Linked DNA regions of Capra hircus: region 2 is linked to region 1. A link is a contact called in public Hi-C data. All regions are on one chromosome and are shown on one strand. The core of a region is the stretch at or near the end of the contact, and the rest is flanking DNA. Distances in the headings are between cores, read along the strand shown. Region 1 holds the start of TNFAIP8 (tumor necrosis factor alpha-induced protein 8). Region 2 overlaps TNFAIP8 (tumor necrosis factor alpha-induced protein 8).

Region 1 (6,112 bases), core at 620-3,119:
TCTAAGGTATCCATATTTTACAGGGAGGAAGATGGTAGTCCATTTTCCTATACTTTATTTATTCAAATTACAGGTATAAACTCAAAAGCCAAGCCAAGAAGTGGCAGAGCCAAGTAGTACATATGGGGCGGACTGGTACTCGCAAAAAAATCTACAAAAAAGCCAGCTATGTCACCATAACTTGCTGACTTAACTCCCCACGACAGATCTAATTAGAAGGTGGCAATAAATCTCTCCAGGTGTTTAATTAAGTGTGATAATTATTTCTTTCCTTAAAGAGGGATGGAATCATATGTTTACATTTCAAAGCATAATGTTTCCTTAGTTAAAACACTGTGGAAATACTTTTCTAAAACACAGGATTCAAACCAGGATAAAAATATCTGCTGTGATAAGCAGCACTTAAAGTGATTTATCAGCTCTAAGTTTCATATGCCAGGGCACAATGGCAACTTCAGGTCTGCTCTGTTCTGGTTATTTCCTTTAGCTATATAGTTTTTTGTTTTCCTTACGCCTCAATGAGTAATTTCTACTCCATATGCCATTTTCCTGCCAGCATCTCATAAATGAAGTCTTATCAAGAAAGTGGGAAACCACTATGGGCATCTCTACTTCACAGCAAGAACATGACAAGAATAAACCGAGATACAGAAGAATTCAGAGACAGTTATAATTGGATGGGACCTCAGCAACCAGGGAATCATTTTACAGGTGGATTAGAGTACTGTCCTGCTATCAATTAAATATAAATATGTTTTTTAGGGAAGAAATACACCCTGTATTGAAATAGTATTGACCTCCCCAATAAAAATTATGTACAGAAGGGTCGAATTATCAGTCTTAAGTAGCTCAAGGATTTCCGTTGTTTCAACATTGAGCACCCAACTATCTTCCTCCTTCCTTGCTTCTCTCAGGGTACTGCTCCTCCTACCCAGTGCTATGTTTTAGGAAGTCAGTTGGCTTTAGCAAAACGGTGTTACTGAATCAATGAAGATCTTTTGGCCCCTAAACCCTGTTGGTCAACCTGGTCTTGAACTTGCCTACCAGCCGCCCAGGTTCTGAAGGCGCCCAAGTGTTCTTGCATCAGGTGCTGAGCGCGCAAAGACACGAACTCGCGCGCGCGCACACACGCACACACACACACACACACACACACACACTTTCTTCCTCAAAGGAAGTCTCCACCGAACGGTCTCAAGGCAAAACTCTAGTCGCTGCCCATTTTACAATGCAGGGTTGGATTACAATCTCAGGCCAGCATCTCGGTCTGCAATCTGGGACATTCTGATAACCGGGGCGGTCCTTTCGACAGCAGGAGCTGTGACCAGGAGGGCGTGACACGTAGCGGGGCCCCCATCTGCAGAAGGAACAGTAAGCGGCTCAGGGCAGGAGGGTGGAAGTTAAGGGTCATCAGCTCGAGTCGGTAAGGGCTCCCAGCTGGAGGTCTCAGATTATCTCGGCGACACAGGAACTGGGTAAAACTCCGGGGAGTTTCCGGAGCTGTGCGCGCCTGCACACACACACACACACACACACACACACACACACACACACACAAGCTCAGACGCACGCACTCACACCCACTCACATTTACTTCAGAAACTCTCTGTGAGCTGAAAGCGTGCCCCCAAGGAGCACCCCGCAGCCCAGAGGCCGAGGAAGTTCTGTGAGGATGTATGCGGGACCGGCGCGCCCGGGAGGCACTTACTCTGAAGAGGGGCCGGGTGGCGCGGGGACGCTAAGAGGCGAGCTGGGCGAGGTTACGGTGCGGAGCTGCCTAGCCCCTAGAACGATCGCGGGCTGCCGCGGACTCACCAGCAGAGCGCGGGCCAGAGACGGCGGGAGAAAAGGAGCCAGGGGCGGGAGAAAAGGAGCCGGGGGCGGGGACAGGAGGAAGAGCTAAAGAGCCAGGGGCGGGGCGGGAGGAGGATTTAGGAGACTGGGGGCGGAGCCGACCGAGGAGGAGGAGCCGGAGGCCGGGGGCGGAGCGTGCGCGGAGGAGTTAAGGGCCGGGGGCGAGGAGAACCCGGGATTCAGAGCCAGGGCCTCACTGCCGGTCAGGAGTGGCCAGGGCTCGGGGAAATGCGGAGGAGGGCTGGACAGCGGCTCAGGAGCTGGACTTGAGCGGCAAGGCAAGACCTTTGGGCTCAAGGAGCCAGGACCGGCTGGGGAGATACGCAGGGAAGAAGTTACTTTTTGGGTCTCTCGGTTTCTTCAGCTATGAAAGTGAGATACCAGCCTCAAGTCTATAGAGTCTCTTAAGTGAGCTCACGCCAGGCACCTAACAAGTACGCATGTATTATCTATTATCTGTTGCCATTAGCTTCGTCGTCGACATCATTTTCCGTATAAGCCCCTAAATCCCGCCTGCCCTTTTTTTTCTTTTTCTTTTCAGCCTTTACTGACCTTAAGTCTACCTGGCAATAGCTGATGCATAAGTGATTCCTAAGTTTCCATTCGCGAGGGATGCAAGAGTTAACTTTAAGAGTTAAAGGGTCATTGGATCCCAGCAAGTCAGTGTGGTCTAAGCCACCTCTGCGGACTTCAATGACTGCCCATACCCACAGAGTCTAAGAGTGGCTATTTACCGGAATGGGGCAGAATCTGGGCCCTGAACCCGAGGTAGTCATTCTCAAGGGCAAATGTTGCCAGACCTTCTTGGGAGTGTGACGAATCCATCCTTCATTAAGCACCTACTATATGATGGTTCTGTGCAGAGGGCTGGAAATATTAGAAATACTATCAAAACTTCGTATGTGCTGGTCACTGTTATAATCCTCATAACAACTTATAGATCCTATAGCTACCTTAGTTTCGAAAAACTGAGATCATGGCTTCCGGTCTCATCACTTCATAGCAAATAGATGGGGAAAAAATGGAAACAGTGACACGCTTTATTTTCTTGAGCTTCAAAACCACTGCAAATGGTGACTGCAGCCATGAAATTATAAGACGTTTGCTCTTCGGAAGAAAAGCTATGACAAACCTAGACAGCATATTAAGAAGGAGAGACATCACTTTGCCAACAAAGGTCCATATAGTCAAAGTTATGGTTTTTCCAGTAGTCATGTATGGATATGAGAGCTGAACCATAAAGAATGCTGAGTGCTGAAGAATTGATGCTTTCAAACTGTGGTGCTGGAGAAGACTTTTGAGAGTCCTTTGGACAGCAAAGAGATCAAACCAGTCGATCCTAAGAAATCAACCCTGAATACTCATTGGGAGGATTGATGCTGAAGCTGACTCTCCAATCCTTTGGCCACCTGATGTGAAGAACCGACTCATTGGAAAAGACTGTGATGCTGGAAAAGATTGAGGGCAGGAGGAGAAGGGTGCAACAGAGGATGAGATGATTGGATGGTATCATCAATTAATTGAACATGAGTTTGAGCAAATTCGGGAAAATAGTGAAGGACAGGGAAGGCTAGTGTGCTGCAGTCCATGGGGTCAGAAAGAGTTGGACACGACTGAGTACTGAACAACATAGCTACCTTAGTTTTACAAAGAGAAAGGGAGGCATAGCGAAATAAAATAATCTACCAACATTTCACATTTAGTGAGTGGCAGAGTATGGTTGGGACACAGGAAAGTAAACACATTTGGGTTTAATGACCACAATAGGAATATTCAGAAGGTTCAGAGATGTTTAGGACACTGTCCTGTGGGGAGGGGAGAGTCAGGAAGATTTTTCTGAAGGAGGTAATGTCTGAGCTCAATTTATAAGAAGGAATGGGAGCTTCCTTCTTCTAAGGAAGGACATGGTAAACATTTTTCAAGCATTAAGAAGGGTTGGTGAAGAAGTGGAACAATAGAAAAAGACCAAATCTAAGTGTTTTCTTCCTGTAGGAGTTGAAGAACATTAATTTGAGCATGGGAGACATACCAAATGTTCTAGAAAGGTTTCTCTGAAAACAGCATAGAAAACATCAGAGCTGGGAAATTTGCTTATGAAGTAATTGCAAGGATGGATGTTAGGATACAGCTCTACTGCTGCTACTGCTAAGTCGCTTCAGTCGTGTCCGACTCTGTGCGACCCCATAGATGGCAGCCCACCAGGCTCCCCCATCCCTGGGATTCTCCAAGCAAGAACACTGGAGTGGGCTGCCATTTCCTTCTCCAATGTATGAAAGTGAAAAGTGAAAGTGAAGTCGCTCAGTCGTGATACAGCTCAGTCGTGTCTAACTCTTTGTGACCCCATGGACTGTAGCCCACCAGACTCCTCTGTCCATGGGTATTCTCTGGGCAAGAATACTGGAGTGGGTTGCCATGCCCTCCTCCAGGGGATCTTCCTGACCCAGAGATTGAACCCAAGTCTCCTGCATTGCAGGCAGATTCTTTACCGCCTGAGCCACCAGGGAAGCCCTAGGATGCAGCAGGAGGCAGAATACAAATTTCAGGAAAGATGTCCCCACCCAAATCCCCAGAACCTGTGAATATGTTACCTTTCATGGCAAAAGGGACTTGGCAGGTGTGATTAAGGCCAAAGAGAATGAGATGGGGAGATTATCTTGGATTATTTGGGTGGATCTAATCTAATTATATGATTCCCATGAAGAGGATGAATGAGTCAGAGAGATTCAAAGTATGAAAAGAACTTGACCTGGGTCAGGAGCCAAGGAATGTGGGTGGCCTCCAGAAGCTGGGAATGGACCTCAGCCAACAACAACAACAAAAAATGGGAATTTCACTCTAACACCATAAGGAAATGGATCCTCCCTTAGAGCCTCTGGAAAGGAATTCAGCTCGATTGACACTGAGTTTATCCTGGTGAGACCCTCCTCCCCCACCACTACTGGACTTCTGACCAGAAATGTAAAACTGTAAAGTAATAGATGTATGTTGTTTTAAACTCCTAAATTGGTGTTAATTTGTTTTGGCAGTAATAGGAAATAATTATAGACGCTGAATGCTTAAACTAAGTGGATGGAAAGATGGATTCAACACTTATAAGGCCCTGGAGATTGATGGGATGTGGGGGCTGAAGGAAGAAGATTAATCTAGGTCGATTTACTGGGTTTCTGGATTGGCAGGCTGTCTTTGGTGATGCCACCCAGTGGAGGAAAGGACAAAGGCAGGTCTTTTTAGGATTAAAAAGGTTTACACACTTGCAGGCCTTCCCTACTCCTTAAAATCATTAGAAACAGTCCCCAAAAGTCCATGGGCGGTGATACTTGTTACTGCCTAGTCTTCTAGAAATGGATCTGCTCTGTGTAAGCTGGATGACTTTGGACAGAGCACAGAGCATCAGTAAAACTTGGCTTCTTCTACTGTGTGGGATAGGAGGAGCCCCATCTGCATGATTCCTGGGTCAGCCAGGATGTCATGGTATCTATAACCTCAACCCAGTAACTTGCACCATTGCTTCATTTCAGTCTCCCTTGCCTCAAGCTGTGCCCTGAAGCAGCACTCTCCAGGGCTACTTCTATTTATACATAAAGATTCTTTAATCTTTCTCTTTATCATTCCACACCCCTACTATGGCCTCTCATCCTTGGTCTTCACATGCTTTCTTTACCTCTTGCAGACCTGCATTTCTATTGACTTTGCTTCCTACGAGCCTAACCTGAAGAGCCAGCACCTCAGTCACTCACTGCTAATGCCTCTCATTGCTTTATTCCATCGCCCTTTCCTTCTCTTACTTGGCACATCTTTCTATCCAATCCACATATTCGTATGTGCTACTTAAGAACCAAAAGATGTGAAACCTGATGCTCTGCAGATTCATGATCTCTGATCCGTTAAATCCTCAAGCAGGCTTGCATCACTGATAGAAAGAAGGGAGTTCGATCTTTATCCCTTTCCTCAAGACATCTTTCACACCCCTAATCCTTCCTACACTTGATACACAATTTTACCTATTTCAAAGAAAATATACAGATCATCAATACAGAATTTTCTCTACTTAGCCCAGCTAACAAAGATGCCATTTACATCCGCAATCACCTTGACTTCCTTTCCTCTGATCCCGGTGGATCAGAGCAAACCCATTCATCAGCTTTCAGGGTCCCTGAGGAGTCCTCCCTTCTATTTACAGAGGCTGTATTCTGTTGAATATCCATTCTTTTATCTTCAACCTCTCAATTTCTATACTTTCCCCACAAAAGATTTTTTT
Region 2 (6,729 bases), core at 4,163-6,662, 64 kb before region 1:
AGAAACCTATATACAGGTTAGGAAGCAACAGTTAGAACTGGGCATGGAACAACAGACTGGTTCCAAATAGGAAAAAGAGTACATCAAGGCTGTATATTGTCACCCTACTTATTTAACTTCTATGCAGAGTACATCATGAGAAACGCTGGGCTGGAAGAAGCACAAGCGGAATCAAGATTGCTGGGAGAAATATCAATAACCTCAGATGTGCAGATGACACCACCCTTATGGCAGAAAGTGAAGAGGAACTCAAAATCCTCTTGATGAAAGTGAAAGAGGAGAGTGAAAAAGTTGGCTTAAAGCTCAACATTCAGAAAATGAAGATCATGGCATCTGGTCCCATTACTTCATGGGAAATAGATGGGGAAACAGTGGAAACAGTGTCAGACTTTATTTTTTGGGGCTCCAAAATCACTGCAGATGGTGATTGCAGCCATGAAATTAAAAGACACTTAATCCTTGGAAGAAAAGTTATGACCAACCTAGATAGCATATTCAAAAGCAGAGATATTACTTTGCCAACAAAGGTCCATCTAGTCAAGGCTGTGGTTTTTCCAGTGGTCATGTATGGATGTGAGAGTTGGACTGTGAAGAAGGCTGAGCGCTGAAGAACTGATGCTTTTGAACTGTGGTGTTGGAGAAGACTCTTAGCGAGTCCCTTGGACTGCAAGGAGATCCAACTAGTCCATTCTGAAGGAGATCAGTCCTGGGATTTCTTTGGAGGGAATGATGCTGAAGCTGAAACTCCAGTACTTTGGCCACCTCATGTGAAGAGCTGACTCATTGGAAAAGACTCTGATGCTGGGAGGGTTTAGGGGCAGGAGGAGAAGGGGACAACAGAGGATGAGATGGCTGGATGGCATCACTGACTCAATGGATGTGAGTCTGAGTGAACTCCGGGAGATGGTGATGGACATGGAGGCCTGGTGTGCTGCGATTCATGAGGTCACAAAGAGTCAGACACAACTGAGCGACTGAACTGAACTGAACTGAACAGTATCTAACCCACTTCAGTTGCCTTTGGAGATACGAAGGCAACTCTCCTATGCTTCCCTAGGACTTGTAACTAGGAAATCAGGACATTCTCGACAGATTTAAGGATTGACAGCTGTGACAGATACCCAACGCCGGAGCATCATCCGTGCTCTGAGACAGGAAAAGAGGAAGCAGCTGCGACTTCTAGCCCTAGAAACAGCGCGACAGCTTGGCGGCGGAGGAATCTGTCCAATCCAGCCTTACAAAGGCGACTGGTGCTCAGATGCAGGCGTGGTTCTCTATCTCTTTCTGGTGAGCTTAGCTCTGCAGCTGAAGCAAGGTTCTGCTCAGCACCCCAACACCCCCAGGCCCCACCCCGGGAGTGTGAGTGGTATTGCTGGTGATGGACGCACCCCGGAGCTTCGCAGTGACAGTACATTAGCCATTTCATTAGGGAAGTCTGGGTGTGTCTTATCTTGTATTTCTCCTCCATCTATCTGCAACCACATAACACCAGCTTTCAGAACACCAGCTTCTCCTCTTGAGTGTGCACGCTCTCCATGTTATCTGGGCATCTCACAGCAAGGCACTATCACTTCAATCATTTCACTGTCCCCACGCCCAGAGAAACCAGGTGACAAGCACAATTTCAAAGAGGTTAAGCAGATTATTGGACGAGGCCCTGCAAGCTGAGGCAGGACCGAGAGAGAAGCCAAGAGACCCAGAACCATCTCCAAACACAGGCGCTCTCTCTGGCCTAGTTTCATTGACTGCTTATTACACACCCCAAGAAAGACACTTCCTCTATGGCTACCCACATCCTTATCAGCAGTGCATTCGACAAAATCAGCACAAGGATAATGCGATTGACGGCTGCATGAAAATGTGTTTATTTCAACAGATGCTATAGTCTCCAGGACAGAACTGGAAATGTCTGCGAAACACCTTGACCTTCATGCTTTGGCACTTCCAATTTTCTCCCTAGTCCCTAGGGCATGGTCTGGTGATAAGAGTACTGCTATCTTCTTTTCCTTCAACCCTTCCCTCTTCCCGTCAAGCCTATCTAGACCCCCCGTTCAGTCTTCTTCCTGCCATCGCAGCCCTCTCAATGGCCTCCCTAAAACCAGTGCCACAAACAGGGCCTCCTCTTTGACTCAACTCGATTCCCTTTGTCCCTCAGCTCTTCCGGGAGGAAGGAGTCATTGGCGAGGGAAGAAGGCAGGCTGAGGGGGGATTATTCCAGGGCCTGAGTCTGGTAAAGTGCTCCAGAAGCACTTTCTGAATGCTATCACAGAGACAGCGAATGGTCACCTCTTACCTGAAAAGGCTTGTGCCAACAGGAGCACGTGTTTCGTGCCTGGAGGAGAGCAGAGAAACCCTACCAGATGCTGAGCAGCATGTGTGATTTCCCTGTGTTCGCTCACTCTCCCTGAAACCCTGGGAGGTGGGCACCATGATTCCTGGGTTGTAGCCGAGGAAACCAAGCTCCATAAATGTAACATACTTGCTCAGGGCAAGGCCAGCATGGGTACATGGGATCTCTTATTCCAAATTGGTTGGCTTTTCCCTTGTCATATCATATCACGAAAGGGTGATATGGTTCAGCAGAGAGCACACACAGGGGACTGTCTGGAAAATAAAGAGAACACTTGGCAGCCCACCGTTTAAGGACAGGCAGAGCAGTGAGTTCACCAATGTGAACTGGAGCTGCTGGGGGCCAGCGCCGGCTGCAGGGGAGGAGGGTTGGGGAGCAGATTTCTCAAGTCCATCCTCACACTGATTGCCCTTCACAGCCTCCCCACAAGGGGCTGCATAAAAAAGAAGTGTGGGAAGGCACATTTTTCTATCACATAGTATTTCTTAGTTTCCAGTATAAGTTTTATAAAATGTTACTCAGAAGCAGGCAAACAAATGAATAAACAACTCACTACTAGCTGCAGTACAGTGACGTCAACAGCCAGATCGTAGCACTCTAGAATGAGCATTTATGTCTGTTGTCCTAGGACGCTCAAACCTCTCTTCACACTCACACCACCAACGAAAACATTAAATCAGCCTTTAGGAAGCACAGAAACACTGAGTGCCTGTTGCAATAAATATGCTGGCACTTGAACGTGGTTTATTTTCTGCTGAGCTGAGTATAAACAGAGTCTTGACATTTTATAGCATTCTTACATTGCAAACCTTCATGTGAAACTGAACATGAGCCCTCATAATAAAATACTCCACTAATTAAACTCTAAATTTGCCAAGAAAAACTCTCCAATGGTAGAGTAAATTTCTCTATAAATTTCTAGAATTTCTTGTGAATATCCAACACACGGTATTTCCCAATTTGAATTCCTAACCTCCTGTCACCAAACCTGATCATTTTCCTCTCTGTTTTAACCTCTATGGATCCCATCATCCCCCAGTCATTGCTGATTCCTCTCTTGCTTTGGACGGTCTCTCATTCACCAAGTTCTGCTGTCTTTCCATCTGTGCTTCTCTCATTCTCGTTTGGATTTTGTTAAAACCTGTGCATTCAAGGTGGCAGAAGATGTTTTCTTAAAAAGACAGCTTTCCAGAGAAGACCATGAAAGCAGTTATACTTTCTATCCCCCTTTAGATGACAGTGAGCTTTGTCATTTTGTAGTTTTACCCACGTGGCTATTTTGAAACCTGTATTAAAAGCAAAAACCCAACTTTCAGAAATGTTTCAGTTTAGCGAGCCATCAGGAATTATACCCTGTCTTGAATAAGGTTTCTCCTTGATTTTTGGCCCCCAGGGAACACATACACACACCAGTTTTGACCATTTGCAGGGGAAGGATGATCACCCAGTTCAGGGCCTTATCCCATTGGTACCCAGAGCCCCGCACTCAGGCAGACAGCAATCATCACTTGTCTTCTGCCCCATCCTCCTCAGTCTCACAACTGAACAAACTGACTGAATGGCAGGCTGACATCAAACAAGTTCCTGCCACACAGTGACTGAGGAGCAGACATCGCTGGGCACACACCTCTCACCCCTTGAGTGGTCCTATTCTTCCAGATAAGGAGGTGGCCACAGGAGCCCAGAATTTCCTATCCTGTGCTACATTTCTGTCTCCTCACCTCTAGCCTCTCATCACCCAAAGTCTTTCAGGACAAAGGAGGGCACATGGGCTAGTTTCATCCAGAAAATGCCCCCTGATACAGTAAAAGGATGGGCTAGAACTAAATTCATATGACTCATCCCCAAAGAGCTTCTCTGCTGCACTGCAAATCTCATCTTCCCACCAGCCATTCAGACTTGAAGCCTCAGTGCCATCTCGGATCTCCCTCCCCCCCTTCCAGCCACCAAGCTGTCATGTCTCCCCACCCTTGCAGAGTGCCTCTGCCTTCCTTTGTTTCAACTCCAAAGCCCCATCCTATCTCAGGCCTCAGCTTCCTGCTCCTTTACTTACTTGCCCTCATGGCACATCTTCTCACACCACATCATCATCTGTGCCTAGAACTGAGTTGAAAAACCTTCACTTTACCACGTCATTCCCCGATGAAGAGTGTACAGCACTTCCCAGCTGGCTCATGGATCAGAGTCCACACTGTCAGCAAAGGATTCAAGATGCTCCCTAGCCCTGCCCCCATCAGGCCTAGCACACCAGTTCTAGTTCTGGGCCCCTGTTCACCCACTTTCCTTGGCCTCTGGGGTCCATTCCACCATCATCAACTACAAAATACTGCCAGTCTCCCAAGGCTCAGTTCACACAAGGCCATTATGATGCCTATAAGTCGGGTCTAACTCTTTGTGACCCCATTGACTGTAGCCTGCGAGGCTCCTCTTTCCATGAGATTTCCCAGGCAAGAATAGTGGAATGGGTTGCCATCTCCTCCTCCAGAGGATCTTCCCAACCCAGGGATTGAACCTGCATCTCCTTTGCTGCAGGTGGATTTGTTACCACTGAGCCACCAGGAAGCCCATCACGATGCCTGAAGCCAGCTCCTCTTCCTCTGTCTCCCTATGCGACTTGGAAGCTTCCTTACAACCTTTAGCCCATTTTGCTCAAAGGGAGAGGCACTGTTATACATGTCTCATCGTCCCATGACACTGCACATTTCTAGGTGACAAGGAGATTGCTTCATTCATTCAAGAAAATCAACTCGCATTTATCCAGAACCTACTGAACGTCAGGTACCGACTTAGGTGCCAGGCTCATTGTGGGAAATAAAACACAAGAACTGACATTCAGTGGGAGGAAGATGTGGCAGTCAAGTAAAGACGTGAATAACTAAAGGGCAGATTTCAAGAGGTGCCGGGATGGGAATGAACCAGGAGTTCTGATGGAGACTGCGCTGGCAGAGGTGGCCTTGGAGGCCAAGCGCCAGAAGAACAGGAAAAGCAGCAAGAAGACAGGCACTCCAGCCTGAGACAGGACAAGCTTGGCCCATGCCAGGGAGAGGAGAGGGGGCCAGGGTGGCACCAGTGCTGGATGCACAAGGGACACGTTGCTGGGAGTCGGAGAAAGGCCCACAGAGGTGAGGCCACACACAGCACGGTCAGAAGGTTCTGTTACGTGGTGGGAATGGAAAGCAGGACAAATGTCTGGAAGGCAAAGTGGCAATAAAGATCAAAACCTTCAAACTCCACATGTCCTTTGAACCACTTCCAGGAACGCATCCAGTGAAACAGAGACAAGTGTGGACAGCTGCTAAAAGCAAGGCAGTTGCGTGGTGTTATGACAGTGGTAAAGATTGAAAGCAGTTCACTTATCCACATGGGAGACTGGTGAAGTGAATTACGGCATAGCTATACAATGGCACATAATACAGCCTTTAAAAATGATTTTAGAGTGTAATTAATAACATGCGAACTATTCACAAAGGCTACAAAGCAATATATAAAAGAAATCATATGAACTACTATGCAATTTTTATAGAGGAAACTATAGGCATACAGAAACCAGCCCAGAGTTATAGTCACAAAATACTTTTTTCTGAGTGCTGAAGTTAAAGAGTAACTTTTTTGTTATTGTTTTTCACTTTTTTGTCAAATTATAATTGATAAATATACTACACTACCATGTGATGCTTTTGTTATAAGGGGAAAAAGGTTTTCAAAAACCTGTTAGGGGGGCGTCCCTGGTGGCTCAGTGGTAAAGAATCCACCTGCCAGTTCAGGAGACACAGGTTCAATCCCTGATGTAGGGAGATCCCACAGGTCGTGGAGTGACTAAGCCCATGCACCTCAATTGCTCAGCCTCAGCTCCAGAGTCCAGAAGCCTGAACTGCTGAGCCTCAGCTCCAGAGTCCAGAAGCCTCAACTGCTGAGTCTCAGCTCCAGAGTCCAGAAGCCTCAACTGCTGAGCCTCAGCTCCAGAGTCCAGAAGCCTCAACTGCTGAGCCTCAGCTCCAGAGTCCAGAAGCCTCAACTGCTGAGCCTCAGCTCCAGAGTCCAGAAGCCTCAACTGCTGAGCCTCAGCTCCAGAGTCCAGAAGCCTCAACTGCTGAGCCTCAGCTCCAGAGTCCAGAAGCCTCAACTGCTGAGCCTGCATGCCACAACTAACGAAGTCTGTGTGCCCCCTGTGCTCCACAGCAAGAGAAGTCACTGCAATGAGAAGCCCGCACACCGGAACTAGAGAAACGTCAGCGCAGCAATGAGGACCCAGCACAGCCATAAATAAATAAATAAAATTATTAAACAAAAACACCCAAACCTGTTAGTAACAAGAAGGTATAGCAGAGTAGATTTCCTATAAATAACAAAGGCTGCTGATCAAGAGATGGCCAGGGCAG

Evidence for each region. Hi-C and Micro-C count contacts between places; a contact is called where the count stands out from the background.
Region 2: a contact with region 1 is called in a Hi-C map of blood, with 4 times the contacts expected there. The contact joins the enhancer-like site here to the promoter of TNFAIP8 in region 1. A contact is called at or near these places in 3 of 5 Hi-C or Micro-C datasets (all in blood).

What each region holds. Positions count from the first base shown.
Region 1 is chr7:75,971,262-75,977,373 of ARS1.2, reverse strand. It overlaps TNFAIP8 (tumor necrosis factor alpha-induced protein 8), which reads right to left and starts at 1,869. Exons shown (of 3, transcript XM_018050668.1): 1 at 1,709-1,869.
Region 2 is chr7:76,038,179-76,044,907 of ARS1.2, reverse strand. All of the region lies in intron 2 of TNFAIP8 (tumor necrosis factor alpha-induced protein 8), which reads right to left. Among named protein-coding and RNA genes, the nearest start is that of TNFAIP8, 66 kb to the right of the region's middle. Within about 2 kb of position 5,412, at least 1 of the 5 cell types and tissues checked has an H3K27ac peak or open chromatin away from gene starts, as enhancers often do.